Regions from separate parts of the Mus musculus genome. Here regions 1 and 2 are each linked to region 3. The links are chromatin contacts, called in public Hi-C maps. All regions are on one chromosome and are shown on one strand. Each heading gives the region's core, a stretch centred on a gene start, on an enhancer-like site or on the middle of the called end of the contact. The rest is flanking DNA. Distances are from core to core; before and after follow the strand shown.

The links. A called contact is a pair of places that touch in the nucleus more often than the background predicts.
Region 1: a contact with region 3 is called in a Hi-C map of uterus, with 2.2 times the contacts expected there. The contact joins two enhancer-like sites. A contact is called at or near these places in 3 of 484 Hi-C or Micro-C datasets (adipose-derived mesenchymal stem cells and uterus).
Region 2: a Hi-C map of uterus shows a contact between it and region 3, with 4 times the contacts expected there. The contact joins two enhancer-like sites. A contact is called at or near these places in 1 of 15 datasets of contacts at CTCF or cohesin (large pre-B cells) and 8 of 484 Hi-C or Micro-C datasets (adipose-derived mesenchymal stem cells, embryonic stem cells and uterus).

The regions. Positions count from the first base shown.
Region 1 is chr8:116,381,921-116,385,227 of GRCm38.p6, reverse strand. No RefSeq gene overlaps it. Among named protein-coding and RNA genes, the nearest start is that of Gm31278, 31 kb to the right of the region's middle. Within about 2 kb of position 2,022, at least 44 of the 459 cell types and tissues checked have an H3K27ac peak or open chromatin away from gene starts, as enhancers often do. A contact at or near this core is called in uterus, where this site is marked.
Region 2 is chr8:116,428,321-116,431,437 of GRCm38.p6, reverse strand. No RefSeq gene overlaps it. Among named protein-coding and RNA genes, the nearest start is that of Dynlrb2, 75 kb to the left of the region's middle. Within about 2 kb of position 1,272, at least 29 of the 459 cell types and tissues checked have an H3K27ac peak or open chromatin away from gene starts, as enhancers often do. A contact at or near this core is called in uterus, where this site is marked.
Region 3 is chr8:115,941,669-115,945,013 of GRCm38.p6, reverse strand. No RefSeq gene overlaps it. Among named protein-coding and RNA genes, the nearest start is that of Gm31164, 37 kb to the right of the region's middle. Within about 2 kb of position 1,298, at least 58 of the 459 cell types and tissues checked have an H3K27ac peak or open chromatin away from gene starts, as enhancers often do. A contact at or near this core is called in uterus, where this site is marked.

The sequences.
Region 1 (3,307 bases), core at 773-3,272, 440 kb before region 3:
AAGTCCCCCTTTCTTTAAATGAAAGGACTAAAACCCACCACTGTATTTTGACAATGGTTTTACGGCGACCCATAACGATACATTCTGTTCTCATTGTAATTGCCCCGGGTTGAACTACGCTTATTTTAGCGGAAAGCGTTCATTATTTTATCAACAACTGGCAGACCCCGCTGGTATTTACTGACTTTTCTTTAACCAAAACAACGATCTTATCTTTCATTCCTGCTTCAGCTGCTCAATCTTGCCTAAGAAATTTGGGAGCCCCCTTTGAATGGAACCCAGCACAAAGCCTTTAAGCACTCTAAGCAATAGAGTTGTAGCGAATGATAGACAAAAAAAGCCCTCCGAAGAATTGGTGCTTAATTACAACTTAATTAGCATAATTATGCATGCTAATGGCATCTCAAATGAATAGCAGTTGTCAGGAGGTTGGGACCATCTGTAAGAATGTCGGATTAATACATCATTTTTTATTTCTAACCACGCTGTAACTCTTTCCCCGAAAGTGATTTCCATTAATCAAGTTCATTTTTATTATATAGAAAATTTGGCATTTTTCATTATGGGCCATTATCTGTTTCCCCACGCAGCCCTAATACAATACTAATGAGCCCCCGAGTGGCGGGCCGTGTCGACAATGGGGGTTCAGGTGTATTACTGTAATTGTTACAAACAGCACAGGCTACCTCTAGAGTAGCTGGGTCTCGTCTCTCAACACCCACCTTGCCACTGGGATCCCCCAGGGTCTAGTACAATTTTCGGAGTTTTATCAAAAAACATACATGTTTGTGGTTGCAGAGAAGCGCTGTGAAGAGAAAGAGGCCCGTGGTTACCTGCAGCAGAGGCCTCTGTCTGAGAAGCCCTTCTGTGGAAATGGAAGGAGGCTTCGGAGGGCAAGAGGAAGGCTGTGCTTCCACTCAGCCCAGCTGGGCCCCGGGGAGGAGCCTGCACTGTCAAGCCTGGAGGCCTGGACCTCTTCTGCAGAGCCGAACAGGCCAATCACTCATTGCTAAGCATGGTCATAAAACCGCAGGGGTGCCGCGCGTCTTCATGGCACTTAGCCCCCAAGACACACCCCAAATGGCAATCTCAAAATCCACATCTGGATCCCTCCCTCCCGCCTGTGCCACAAAGAGGGGATCTGAGCTGCTGCTGTGTGCTCTAGCTTAGTGCTTACAAACTCTGGCTTAAAGCATTGGGGGTTGGAGGGGGCAGGAGTGTGTGCTGGGGTGTAGGGTGGAGTTGTTCATGGGCCCTCCTCCTTCTCATCAGACCCACTACCCTACATAATTGAGTCAGGACTTCCCATTCCCCCCCCCCCCCCCCCCCCCCCCCCCCGAGGAGATGCATCTGTTGCTACATTTACATTCAGACTAACCTAACGCCAGGGTTGGTGTCCAGGGTCTCTTTAGAGAGCAGGAGTGTCCTTCAGCCTTTTCTATCCACTCCCAAGCTCCAGGGAGCATCCGAGCTGCTCAGAGCAAGAAAGGCCACAGCTGTGTGTCCAGCCCTGATTGCTGCCTTACCAAGAGCTCTGCCTTGGCAGGAACAACCACAGACCTCTCCCTCTGGAACAAGACCAGTTACAAGGGCTGGTGGGGGTGGGGTGGGGTAGGCGAGCCTTTCCGGGGGAGGGGTGCAGTGAGAGTGAGGAGTTTGTTTTTTTGGTTTTTTGGTTTTTTGGTTTTTTTTGCAGTTGTGGCTAGGGAAGACTGGTGGGGTTGGAGGTGCAAGCAGGTTTCATAGCCTTGGCAGGGTGGGAGGCACTGGGACCTGGGCTGGTCTTGCCTCTTTCATGTGGAATCTACACTGAAGGCTACTACTGATCCAAGACACAGGCTGACTACATGGTGTTCTTGTACGAAGACGAGAGTGTTTTATTTATCTGAAATTTAAATTTGGCCTGGCATCCTTTCGATGATTCTTTGTGCGTTAGTAACCTTGTTCTGGAGACAGATAGCTCAGCCTTGAATCCGGTCCCTGTCTCTCTATCAGCTGTGTGACTCTACCCATTACAAAACTCCGTGGTTTTGGACAGTGCTACTTTGGCAGGTTGTCAGCAGGCAAATGCCTAGGATGATATCACATAGCGAGCACTGGTAGGGTGATTGTTTTTTAACAGCTCTATTCCATTTCTGAGTTTATTGTATTTGAAGTTCTCGCCTGCTTGCATCACATAAACACTGGGCTGGTTATAAGTCAAATGCTTTTGCAGGCTCTTGAGAGTACCTGGTCAGGAGAACAAGGACAGGAGTCAGGTGTTCTTTGCAGTGTTTGTGTAACCAATAAGGGCTGCTATGCTATCACGTGGCAGATCAGAGGTAGCTAGACACCAGGGTTCCTAGCAGGGGTGGATTTTACAACTCTAGGCTCTTGCCTGCTCTCCCTTCTCAACATCAGGACAGTATAAGTGCTGGCCCCATGCCTGCTTCACTGAGCTATTCCCGTGGTCCTTGCTTCAATCATTGTGGAACAGGACTGCTCTCATGAGGCAGGTAGAGTTGCTTTGTGACAGCCATGCAAAGTGACGCCCAGCCTTACCTGAAAATGGAGGCCTACATCCACAGGCATGCTCTGTCTCCCACACATCGACCTATATGAGAGAATACCTCAGAAATACCAGCCCTGGGGATACACCTGGAGGACTCCAGGTGAGCCCACTGCTGCGATGTCTGCACCCTGGTGTTTAGCGCAGCCCCATTTGTAACAGACAGGATACGGAAGCTGCTCACATGGCTTTCAGCAAGTAGGGAAAAGGGGCAGACTCAGAGAGCATCCTATTAAGAAAAATAAGACAAACTGAGAAAGCTAGACTGTCAGTGCTACTTCATGAACATGAAGCCAGTGAACTTGTCCATGACAGGCTTCCAACTGGCAGTTAAAGAGACTAGAGCTAAATCTCTGTTTCCATGAACTGGGCAATGCCAGGCAGGTCCAGGCCTCAGAAGCTGCCCTGTCACCTGGCCCGAGGCAAGGGCAATTGGTCAGCAGCAGTTTCCAGACTTCCTAAGCTACTTCCTCAGCAACAGTTTCCAGACCTCTCCAGCAAATTTCCAGCCCCCACACTCCAGAAATGAAATGAAATGCCATTAGAGATGGACCCAACAGATTAACATAGAGGTCACCTACCCCAGAATTCCTTAATGTGCTTTAAATCAGGCCTGCAAGCTCACTTGTTTGACTCTCTATCTTGGTAATGGGAGACCCCAGCATGCTGGACATTTGTAGAATAAAATGCTCTTTGCTTTTACATACTATTTGAGTCCAGGATATCATTCTTCAGCGGATCATGGATCCTTTTAAGACT
Region 2 (3,117 bases), core at 23-2,522, 490 kb before region 3:
TGGGTGCTCAGTTCTGTCTTCCTAGGCTCATAGGTGGAAGGTTGAGAGCTGTGGGTAGAGTGTTCAGAAATGTGCGGTATCAGGAAAAACTTATGTTCAGTTGAAAATGGGAATAACAGATTTTATGGCATATATATATATATATATATATATATATGCATGTTATATGTTCATTTGTGTGTTCATATATGTGTGTGTTTGCTTAGGCTAGAGGTTGACGTTAGGTACTGTGCTGGTTTGGTTTTCACTGCCAACTTGACACACTCTAGAATCACCTGAGAAGCAAGTCTTTATAAAGAATTATCTAGGTTAGGTTGACTTCTAAGCATGGCCTGATTGGTGATTGATGTAGAAGACACAGTCCATTGTGGGTGGCACCATCCCGTAGGCAGTGAGTTCTGAAACTATAACAGAGGAGAAAGCTAGCTGGGAGCAAGGAAACAAGGATGCATTCATTGATCACTCCTGACTTGTACATCTTTACTTTGACTTTCCCAAAATAATGAATTATAGTTTGTAAGTATAAGACCCTTTCACCTCTTTGGTTTTTTTTTTTTTGTTGTTGTTGTTTGTTTGTTTTTGTTTGCTTGTTTTGTTTTGTGTTGTGTTATTTTCTGTTCAGGATGAAAACAGCAATGGAAATGAAACTAGGAAAAGCATCTACCTCAGTAGTTCTCTCCTTTAGTTTTTGAGACAGAGTTTCTTACCTGAATCAGCTGGGTTCGGTCTCCACCTCCCCAGAGCAGAAATTACAGGCATGTCCCACTGTGCCCAGATTTCATACAGAGGTTCTAGGGACTTGAGCTTGCTTTGTCATGCTTCCATAGCAAACTCTTTACTGACTGAGCCATTTCCCCATGTCCTGGCAGTTGTTTTTAAAACCCGGAAATTTACTGAGAAAATGGTGTCCTCCCATTCTGACTTCTGAGGCTGAGAGATGGCACAAGCTTGTGCCAGGCCTGGCAGCGGCCGCACCGCCCGGCCCAGATGTGGGCGTGAACTCTCAGGCTCTAATGAAGACTTGCTTTCCTGTGTTGCTGCCAGCACCTATGTGCTTCCATTTCCCAATTGAAAACATACTTAATGGCGACAGGTTTTTGGCTCCACCAGGTTGAAGTCATTACCCTGGAAATGCAGTATCCATATCGCAATTGAGGGCTGAGCTGCACTTCCCTGGGAGTGAGCCCTGGCCTTGTCCTCCTCCCACCTCTCCCGGAGGACTGGATCCTCTCATCCGAAATAGTCATCTCTTTATCACACTAGGGCTCTTGTGAGGCCAGTATGTGGGATTTCTGGAATGAAGTCCTCATTGGAAGCAGCAGCTTCCTCCCTTCACCTCCTCCTCTGGGTGTTGTGGAATGTAATTTTCCTTTGGCAAATAGAAACTGCAGAATAATCCTCGCTTGGCTGAAGCTGATCAGGGATGCGTTCTGTCCCTTCTCCATTCAAGTTTCCTTATTTTATTTTTATTTAAAATTTTTTTTTCAATTTTTCAATTTGTTCTTGTACACACACACACACACACACACACACACACACACACACACGCTGTACATATGCACGTAGGTTCCCATGAAAGCCAGAAGAGGGAGCTGACTCCAGTAGAGCTGAAGTTACAGGAGGGAGTGAGCTGCCCAATATGGATATACCGAACCAAACGGGCCTTCTGTAAGAGCAGTAGCCACTTTAAACCACAGAGCCCCTCTCTAGCCCATAGAGTCAAGTTTCTTAACTTTTATCTCTGGTTTAGGCTACATGGAGGAGACAGAGTTGTGTCTGAGGGCCTGAAAAAAATACAGGTTCCCCAGATTTCAGCTTGCTATCTGGAACGTAGGGCCTAGGATGACATATATGTTGGAGATGGGGGCTTCTGTGTCCCGGAGTCATCCAAATGCTCAGTCTGTAGGTGAGGATATTGAGGGTCAGAGACTGGAGTTGTTACTCAGCATTCCCCAGAGAGCTGTCAGCAGTGTCTGCAGTAGAGTCTCAGCCTCTGTCTCTTCAAGTGTGTCCCTCCCTGGAAACAGTGAGCTCTGGTGTCATCTCTTGCAATGCTTTCCTCTCTGTCTAAATCTGGGTGAGTGAGACTAAGGTCATATGCTTTCTCGTTTACTTCCTCTTTCTGGATGTTTTTGGTGACAAAGACTATTATGGGATGAGACAGTTCAGACCAGACTTGAGGTCCTGGGTGCAAGGTGATAAAATGCAAACTAGGAAATTGGAATCTAGGCAGACTTCGGTGACTTAGGTGTCTGGAGCCAAAGCAGTGAAGATTCCCTTTTCCGACGTCTCGGCTCCTCTACAGTTTCATGAGTCTGATGATGTCTTCCTCATGGGTAGTTGTCAGGGATGTGTGAGAAACACACTTGGCAGCACTATGCTTGCTCTGTATATTTTAATGTCCTCCCTCCTTTTCTTATTCCCCTACCACTACCTTCTCTTCATCCTTCTTCCCTCCTTCTCTTACTCCTCCTCTTTCTTATTTGCAGATTTGTAATCTCAACTCTATCTACATTGGAGATGCTCAAAACCTTGAGGAGCCAGCCAGGCAAGGACACATGGGGAAGGGTGTATCTGTTGGATGTCTATTATGGGTCAGGTCACAGGCTTCTGGAACAGTCCTGTAAATGACTCCTGAGACGCTCTTCACAGAAGAAGGGAGTATACATTCCTCTTCTGCTAGCTCTTATGTTTGCGCAATCGTGACTGTGCACAGAGTCCATAAGAATGTTAAAGGTAGGCCTTGGATTTAATCTAAATCATACGTACATAACCCAAACCATACCCCAGAATGTAGAGATGCAAGAACAGCTGTCCAGAGGTTTCATGCTATCCCTTTGTCTTGGTTTGGATAAACTCAGGCTTCCATACATACCTGGATGCTTCTGCCTTCCCCTTCCCCTTCCCCTTTTCCTCCTTCTTCTTCCTTTTTGTCCCCCTCTTCCTCTTCTCTTCTTCCTCTCCTCATCTCTTCTCTTCCCTCTCTCTCCCCCTTCTCCTCCCCCCTTCTGTGCCACCCATCCTCCAGTTCAGCTCCACACCTGTTGTGGGTCTTCTCATAGGTCCCAGAGAGACATTGGATAAGCAAGTTGGGAGAAGTGTGCAGTGGGGGTAACT
Region 3 (3,345 bases), core at 49-2,548:
TCTGAGAGTGTGGCCTGCTAGGGATACGCAGACCAGGGAGTGATGGGGAAATCTCCATATAAAATTATAGGCAATGGAGCTGTTGAGCTATAAATTGCTATGTTTAACAAAGGTCATGGTGACCATTACCAATCCTGGAATCTAAGCTTGCTTGCTTCTGTTGATAGACTCTTGTGTCTAGTTGCTGAGCTGTTGTACATTTCATGGGAGGCACATCATGCTATGTTTGGGAGTGTCTTCTCAGAATATGGAAAAGATCTAGGAGCTCAGCTGGTAAATGCTTGAGTTCAATGTCTAGAATCCAAGCTTTGCTTTTGTTTTTGCTTTTAAGGCAAAGCAGCATATGTTTGTAAACTCGGAACTGGCAAGGCAGAGCCAGGCAGATAGATCCCTGAAGCTCACGTGCTTAGCCTCTTCCAGGCAAGTGAGAGACTGTCTCAAAGAAACACAATAAGCAACAAAGCTAGGTTGCCTGGGGATGTGTGCACACTAGTGGTGGAATGCTTAATGCTTGCCTAGCCTATCAGAGACTCTGAGTTCAATTCCCAGGACAGAGAGAAAAGAAAAAGAAATGGGGATGGTGTGTTTGAGCAGTCAAGGTTGTCTTTTTGGTCTACACACACACACACACACACACACACACACACACACACATACACACACAGAGAGAGAGAGAGAGAGAGAGACAGACAGACAGACAGACAGACAGACAGACAGACAAAGACAGACACACACACAGAGAGAGAGAGTGAGAGAGAGAGAGAGAGAGAGAGAGAGAGAGACAGAGAAACACACAGAGAGAAACACAGAGACAGAGAGTCAGAGAGACAAACAGGCACAGAGAGATAAAGATCAAAGAGAGAGAAAGGAAGGGAGGGAAGGAGGGAGGGAGGGAGAAGGGAGGAAAGAAGGACAGATATCAGATAGAGGCAGAAAGAGTTAATTAGGTGTTACAAAGATTTCCTATTGAAGAAGTAACATTTAACTTGTACGGTTCATATTATTTTGAATCTTATCTGAATTTTGAAGCCCAGTGAAGAACATTTTATATTAAACAACAATTAAAGAGGCTCTTGTAATACAAGAGTGGGCCATACACATTGAGGGGCTTCTAATACAGCACCCTATGTACTTTCAAGGTGTAGCTTGAGATCAATAGCATTACAGATTTACAATGGAGGTCAGAAACTCCAGGGAGCTGAACGATTCACTTGAAGACACTCAGTAGTTAGAAAGTGGCTGCTGTGGGGACTTCAAGTCCAGATAGGAAGCAGTGAGTGAAGGCTCAGATGGATTCTCTTCCGTGGCTTGGCATTCAGGAAAATGAGCCAGTCAAGCTGAGACTAAACCAGCTTGGAAAAAGACACCTTCACCTACTCAGCGCCTGATTAGCTGAGGGAAGCGGCTGCCCTTTCCTCCTGCCCTGGGAAGAAACAGTGCAGCCAGGGGCTCGGGTCTAACCAGTCTCCCCTTCAATTTCTTGCTCTCTGTTTCCACAGGTGCAGCGTGGAGGAACTGTCAAGGTCTCTGGGGTACAGACCGGGCATGGTGATGGGAGAGGATGGGAAGGGGGTCTTTGATTCCAGGCACATCCACTATGAACAGAAGCATCTCTGAAAGCTCCGAGACATATCTCCCGTTAGCCTCCCAGCTTCCTGCCCACAGGGAGTAGAGACGGTGCCTGTGAAGGGTTAAGCGTTGTGTCTTCTCTCGCTGGCATGTCTCCCAGGCTAAGCAAAGGCTGTTTCATCGCGTATGGATATGAAAGACAAACTGTGCAGATTGAAAACATCTGTACCGTGAGTGAGCCGGGCCACATGTCCACAGTGCCAAGCTGAGGCTTAGCTCCGTGTGTGCCCTTTTGTTTGACTTTGGGAGAGCAGCACAAACAGATACAGTAGGTTCTGCTTAAAGAAAAGAGGCTGATCAATAGAGGTTTGTATAGCTTATGACCTTCAACCATAAACAGAAATTTGAGGTAAAAATCTGCACATCCCAGATCAATTACCAGATTATTTATCCCTTTGCACTGCTAATGTTCCCGATGTGCCTTGCATACTAAAGAGCCACGGGGGAAGAGGATTTATGTCAAAAAAAAGGGTGGGGGGAGGGAGGCTGTGCGGATTTATTAGTTGTGGCAATCAAAGCATGTGCCATACTTTTTTATATAAACAGGCCTGTGGTGATTGTGTAGATCAGCTAAGACAAATTTGAAGATTCCAGAACTTTCAGTCCATGTTACCAGTAGCCTTAAAGAACCCATTTCTAGCCGGGCAGTGGTGGCGCACGCCTTTAATCCCAGCACTTGGGAGGCGGAGGCAGGCAGATTTCTGAGTTCGAGGCCAGCCTGGTCTACAAAGTGAGTTCCAGGACAGCCAGGGCTATACAGAGAAACCCTGTCTTGAAAAACCAAAAAAAAAAAAAAAAAAGAACCCATTTCTATTTTTTAAAGAAGCTTTAGCCATGTGTCACAATAGGCCTTTTTTTTCTTCATTGTGGTTTGCTGTAAATGAAAGTACATATGTTTTGTGGGGCTCTTAGAAGGGGCACGGGTAGACAGGCCCTCCAGCCCTGCTTCTTAGCTGTAAGTGCTGGGGAACAGGTCCTGTACTCTGTGTCTCTGGACTCCACTTCTCACTCAGTTTAGCACAGAGAGCTTGCATATAAGCTTTGAAGGGTTGATATTCTATCTAATTTACTTGTAACACTTGGTTCTTAGAAGAAAAATAGGAAAAAAAAAGATGTTTCCCTCCCAAAGTTGCAAGAAACATCCAATAATATGTACTTTATACATGCACAGCTTGTGGGGCTGGAGAGAAGGAGTGGTTAGGAGGATTTGCTGTTCTTCCAGGGGACCTATGGTGTATTCCCAATACCCACACACTTGCTCACAGCCCTCTGTGATTCTAGCACCAGGGCATCTGATGCCATCCTTGAGCCCCCACTAGCCCTGAGCATGCGTATGGTGCATAGAAATGCATGCAGGTGAAACCTCCCTATGTATAGTACGTATACAATAAATGAATAAATGCATAGCTCATTCCCGGGGTAAAGAAAGAAGTCCTTGACAAGCATCAGCTCTTGTTGTTCTGTGTTTCTAGTCTTCGATGTCCTTAATTTCAACATTTCCATGGCAGCTTGGAATCAACTCAATGTGTTAAAGGGTCCGGGGACCTTGTGTGAACCAGGAGACTAAGGATTCTTAAGGAAAGGATTATATCATCAGTCAGCAAGTAGAAAAAACATTTTCCAAAGAGAACTGGTCTTCATATCAAGGAAAGATGGTGGGAGGCTAAAGACTACCTTATGCCCTTTCCTAGTACCTTTGGAGTCTTCAGGGTCGAA